Linked DNA regions of Mus musculus: region 2 is linked to region 1. A link is a contact called in public promoter capture Hi-C data. All regions are on one chromosome and are shown on one strand. Each heading gives the region's core, a stretch centred on a gene start, on an enhancer-like site or on the middle of the called end of the contact. The rest is flanking DNA. Distances are from core to core; before and after follow the strand shown.

Region 1 (2,845 bases), core at 9-2,508:
GGCAAAACAACTAAAACCATGTAAAAAACTTTCTTCCTAAAATTATTTGAATCAAATCAGGAATTCTATGAAATCATTAACTCATCTAAGCAGCATTAATTCATGAAAGTTTATCTTTATGTCGATCTGCAGGAAATCTGCTCAATACAGTAGGCTAATGTCCAGAAGTTATTATACTATGTAATAGTGACTGGGAAAGGCATATCAGCTGCAAGAAGCAATCTTGAGAGGAAATTTCTGAAGGCCTTGCTATTCAGTTTACCCATCACCACCATGCAAAAATGGTGGGTCATCTCTAGAAAAGTCACCTGCATGCCTTTAGCCTATCCTAGATGGCTCTGACAGCATCTGATAGAAATAGAAGGCAAACCCAGGTGGAATAGCCTCAGTCCAGTCAGTGTGGAGCTAACTTAGACAAGTGATGTGAGGACAGAAGCTTAGTGTGCCTACAATACTGTGTGTTCAGCATCAGCAGTGATTGGCACTCAGTAGGTGTTTAATAAAGATTTTTTTTGTGTGTGTGAGAAGCCAAGTGAACTCATTATGGTACCTGCTTGGTGCTTTTAAATCATACTTGAAAAAATATTGAGAAAAAGCATGCCTTTCTTAAGTGATGGATTTATTACTCTGAGATACAAATTTTCTAGGGAAACGCACTTCTTAATATCTACTGCAATGAAAGACTGGGTTTATAGAGTAAATTATTTCTGAAAAAAGAAACTATTCTGCTGGAGAAAACCCAATGACAAGTTAAAATTGCACTGGCCTTGGTGAATGTGGCAGGCTCTGTCCAGTGCAACGTCACTGTTCTGATGGCAGCTAGGAAGCTACATTCTTTGCTACATATTCTTTTACTATTTTGTTACATTTAAGTCCTTGAAAAAATCTTACTTTAATATTAGTATTTTTGCTCAAAATGTTCCTTCCCCAAATTGAAAGTAGTTTATTGACTTACAATGTAACGTAACTTATTCTTTCTCTAAACTTATTGAATAAGCAATTCTCTGTGTACGATGTGTGTGGCAGCATTTCTTGCTACCTAACTACTTTGGACCATACTTCATCCACAGTTAAACATTGAGCATTTAGCCCCAGCTTTCTAGGGATTAGATAAATTTACCATGGCGGCAAATTTAGCAGGACTATCTGCTCAAGACAGTACTGCTGAATCCAGAGCCGCTAACTAGTCCTGGAACATTTCTGGGATCCCCAAGATGCCCAGGGGAGGAAAGCAGAGAAATCCAGTTGATTTCCCGGTCTCTGCCTGAGAGCTACCGGGCGACCCAAGACTCTCGCTCCTCCCTCACTCCCGGGACGGGGCGGGGCAGCCATCTCCCTGGCAACGGGACGCGCTGCAGTCCGAGCCACCTCGCTTCCAGTGCACCTAGCTCTGCAGGCAGAGCGGCTGGCGCTGGCTCGGTGATAGCCTCCTTGGCGCACGACTCCAAGAATCCTCTCTAGGTACGAGATGGCAGCACAGGAGGAAGGGACTGTGCTGAGGCTCAGCCCCTCAGAGCAGGAGGACGAGGAGGACGAGGAGGCGGCGGCTGCAAGGAGAGTGCAACGCTTTGCCCTAGACCCGCGGGTGCGCTTCCTGGGAGGCCGTCTGCGCCAGGCGTTGAGGTTCCCGGAGGAGACGTGGGGCCAGTATCTGGAGAGCGATGACCACCGGCAGGTCCTAGGAGACTTTTTGGAGAGCACTGGTCCTGCCAGCCTGGTGTTTAGTGTTGCGACCGCCGGGCGGCTCTCGGCTTCCCCCGAGGTAAGGCGCGACCCGAGAGGGATGCCCGCTGCCGGACTTAAACAGAACTTGAAGTCAGCCTCTTGGACTGATCCGGGTCCCCGTGTGCACCAGCTCTGCAGAAAACGCTGTACTTTAGTTTTCTACAAGGGATGCCTGCCAGAAGGGATGGTTGTCTAAAATGATGTTAGAAAACTAGCGCAGTCTGTGATGCCTGGGCTTATGGCGCCTGGGGAGCTTTTTGGGCCAAATAACTTATGTTTCAGTCCCCGGTGGAACTCTAGAGTCATATCCTTTTAAAAAACGATAGCAAAGTATTAGGCAAAACCCTTATAGCTTGAGTTGTTTCAGTATCTACCAACTACATTTTGTCCAGGAAAGAAATAATCGAGTTCTAACAAAAAGCGGGGCGGGGGACTGGCTGGATTATTGTGGCACTTACTATATTACCCCTGGCACTTGGGAGGCAGAGGAGGCAGGAGGATCTCTGTGAGTTCCTGGCCAGCCTGGTCTACACAGCAAGTTCCAGGACTACACCATGAGACCCTGTCAAAACCACAAACAAACAAAATATAAACAACAAAACCAACAATAACAACCATTAGACTGGCTGGTGTCATTTAAAACACAGAATAAACATATTTGTTGCATAGATTAGATAGTGATTTCAAGGAGCATTATCTTAGCAATTAAATTGTAAATTCTTTTTAGAACATATATTCATTTTTTATGTGTATGTATGTTTGCCCGCATGTATGTCTGTGCACCTTGTGGGTATCTGGTGCCCATGGAGGTCAGAAGAGATGTGTTGGGATTCCTTGGAACTGGGGTTACAAATTATTGTGAATTACCACCATGTGGGTGCTTGAAAAGGAAACGTCTGCCCCCACCCCCCACCCCCAACGTAAATTCCAAGTAAAGTAACCTGTCTACTTGTTTATAGCAGAGGTGTGCCCTGGAAAGTTACATATCAATAGCACTCTGAAAACTTATGTCCAATTGTCTTATTCTCTGATGTGTTTTTCTTTAAAACTGATGGTAGTTCCATGGTGTGTGTGTGTGTGTGTAGCTTGTAATTTGCACAGGCTTCAAGCTTAATAGGCA
Region 2 (2,847 bases), core at 130-2,629, 90 kb before region 1:
TAAGAGCATGGATATTTGAATTTCTGGTCCTATATTGGGTATGTCTGTTTAGCCTATGGCCAGAGCACACAGTAACTCTTAAACTTACATGGCCATATTACCAGGAATGGAGGATGGTTAGGGTGACATTACACTTATTATTATAGAAGTAATCTATGGTTAACTCTATTATGCAGTGAGTGTATTAGTTTAGTTCACAGGTATGTCTCTGCTCTCTGTTTCATTCCGAATTCCTAGTATTAGTTTCCTGTTACTCGCTCTTTAGTTTGATGAATGGGAAAACATTAATATCTTTATATGCATTTTTAGGGTCCAACACTGAATTTGTAGTTAAGATTCTTTTAAGTCTTTAACTATGTTGTTAGATGTTACCACTTCTCTGTGAACAGTGTGATTGTTCTTTCTTAAGTGAATTAGAACAGGTAGAAATGGAGGATACTAATTGAGCCTTAACACCTTGAAGGCACTCCCGGCTTTAAGTTTGGAGTATACAGACCCAGAATGTGTGGGGGTCTTTGTTTTGTTTGTTGTTTTATGAGCTCAAAATAGCTAGTAGGGTAGTATTTTTAAATATTCAGACCAAAGGACATTTTGAGTAAGGAAAAAGAATGGTAATTCAAATATGTGAAGGTTCTTTTCCCCCAGGGATGTAATAAGCTTGATAGAGGGATATGGGCTCCAGAAGTGTGTTTACTTTTGGTAACTGCAGATATAGGTAACAAGACTAGGAACTTAGATTTTGCTCAAATGCTACCCTCCATTCATGGTCCCATTAGCTGTTACTAGGCAAACATGTCCCTTCTTTACTTCAAAGTGTTACACAGATGAGACCAGATAACATGTTTAGGGAGGACTTTTATATTATAATTAAAACTATTTGTGCAAGGAAGTATCGTGGTAAAATTTCTATGGAGTACCATTCACTAGAAGAATGTAAAATAGTCAAGTGGTGAAACACTACTTTGGTTGTCAGTATTTTTATTTTTATAAGCAATTTCACTTACATCTTAAGTGAAATTTGTAAAACAGAGATCAGAAAGCTTTGGTAAAGTACAACTAAGGATACTGGGATAGGTATGTCTACAAGCATACCAGAAGCATTACTTTCTTGTAGTAAGAAGTAAATGCCTGCTCTTTTCTTAACTTTACCCTGGAAATATTCACCGTTCTTGAAAGGATGCTTGTGTTAGGGACATATAGCTAAGTACATGATATGCTTGTATGAATCTGCAACTGCCTGAAAAAGTTTGTACTTTTAAGTAGTGAGTTTTGAAGTGTAGAAAGTAGCATTAGAGTTCAGGGACTGGTGACTTTGGGGAAGTGATGTATGTAGGTAAAGCACTCTGCTAGAGATAGGACTTTAAACAGGCCTTAATGATTGGACTGCAAAGTGGACTTTGAGTCTATGGGAGTGGAGAGGTGAAGAGGGTATCTTGAGTCAAGCCCTGAACTTGGAAAAGCTTACTGGGACCGAAAATTGAAAAAGCATAAAGCCCTCACAGGGAGGTTTATAGCTAACACACAAGCAAGGTAATCTCTTTTGTATACTCTATAGAAGAATAGACCTGCTATTAACTTAGTCATGAAGTGGCTGTGATGAGGAAGTATATGGTTATTTGAAAAATATTATTGATATGAAAGAAATGGCAAGAATTAGATCAAAACCTAAGGTGTTCTTTCTTTCTCCTTTTGTGTGTCTGCATTGTAATGGGCACTGAGAAACTGAAGCTGAGGGTGAGGGGACTGCTTTCTCTCCCTGCCCCACCCCCTCAAGGATATTTACTCTGTTGTAGGAGACCTTGTAAGAACTAAGTTTTCACACTTACTTAAAATCTTTTCAAATTAAAATGCCTTAATAATCAAAGTCATTTGATACTTTAGTTAGCAGAATATCTTCTTATGGTCACTTCCATCTTAGACCAATTAGAATATATTTTTTATTTTTTACATTTAGATTACAAGTTAATTATATATAATTTTATATATACACATATGTGTAATTATAATACCATGTAGTACTTGCTTTTAAAAGCAATGAATGAAGACTCTGGAAACCCATAAGAAAGAAGAATTAGTCCCAGTTACATTATTTTTGGGTGGGAATGAAGAGAAGTACAAGGTCAGGAGGATGAAGAAAAGCATTTTTAGTTGTACATTGACATATAGTTTGGAATTTCAATTAAGTGTGGTGTGTGTGTGTGTGTGTGTGTGTGTGTGTGTGTGTGTATGTGTACACACGCATGCACATGTGTTGGCTTCAACTGGGTTTTACTACATATATAACCCGAGAACTTATGTGGATTAGTTAAGCTGGCTTGAAATCAGGGATCCTCCTGCCTCTGCCTCTTGAGTTGCTGGCATCAAAGGCATGCACCAGCACACCTGGCTTCAAGTAGTAATTTTTATGTGTAACATGTATACGTAGATCAGGGAATAATAATATATTTAGGATAGAATTATGAATTTGATGTAGGCTGTAGTTCTGTCTTATATATACATACATACAAGTATGTGTAATATACCTTCTACCTCCAGTAACCATTGTTTTTAGTGTCTGTTATTTTGATACTGAACTAAGAGAAAGTACACAGGTGGAGAGAACTTTGATTTCTTAGGAGAATGGGGTCCTTAGAACAGAAGGAATGAGAATACATGATCATAATAGAGAATAGTACTTAATAAAGGGAATATATATATGTATATATATGTACATATATACATATGTGCACACACATATTGTATACATACTCACATATATGACTTATCTGTTTTGGTAATTTCCAGATGGTGCGGGTTTTAGGAGAAATGGAAAACATAGTCTGTCCCTCTGAAATTATATAGATTCTT

The links. Promoter capture Hi-C pulls out the DNA fragments that hold promoters and counts their contacts.
Region 2: a promoter capture Hi-C map of liver shows a contact between it and region 1. The contact joins the enhancer-like site here to the promoter of Dnah11 in region 1. A contact is called at or near these places in 5 of 39 promoter capture datasets (the C10 cell line, the HPC-7 cell line, HPC-7-derived erythroid cells and 1 more), 2 of 15 datasets of contacts at CTCF or cohesin (CD8 T cells and pro-B cells), 10 of 484 Hi-C or Micro-C datasets (group 2 innate lymphoid cells, liver, nephron progenitors and 2 more), 2 of 115 datasets of contacts at active chromatin or transcription factors (large pre-B cells and liver) and 1 of 9 other capture datasets (embryonic stem cells).

Annotation. Positions count from the first base shown.
Region 1 is chr12:118,197,456-118,200,300 of GRCm38.p6, reverse strand. It overlaps Dnah11 (dynein, axonemal, heavy chain 11), which reads left to right and starts at 1,258. Exons shown (of 82, transcript NM_010060.3): 1 at 1,258-1,762. The coding sequence starts at 1,469.
Region 2 is chr12:118,287,688-118,290,534 of GRCm38.p6, reverse strand. The region is part of intron 3 of Sp4 (trans-acting transcription factor 4); the gene reads left to right. Among named protein-coding and RNA genes, the nearest start is that of Sp4, 12 kb to the left of the region's middle. Within about 2 kb of position 1,379, at least 6 of the 459 cell types and tissues checked have an H3K27ac peak or open chromatin away from gene starts, as enhancers often do. A contact at or near this core is called in liver, where this site is marked.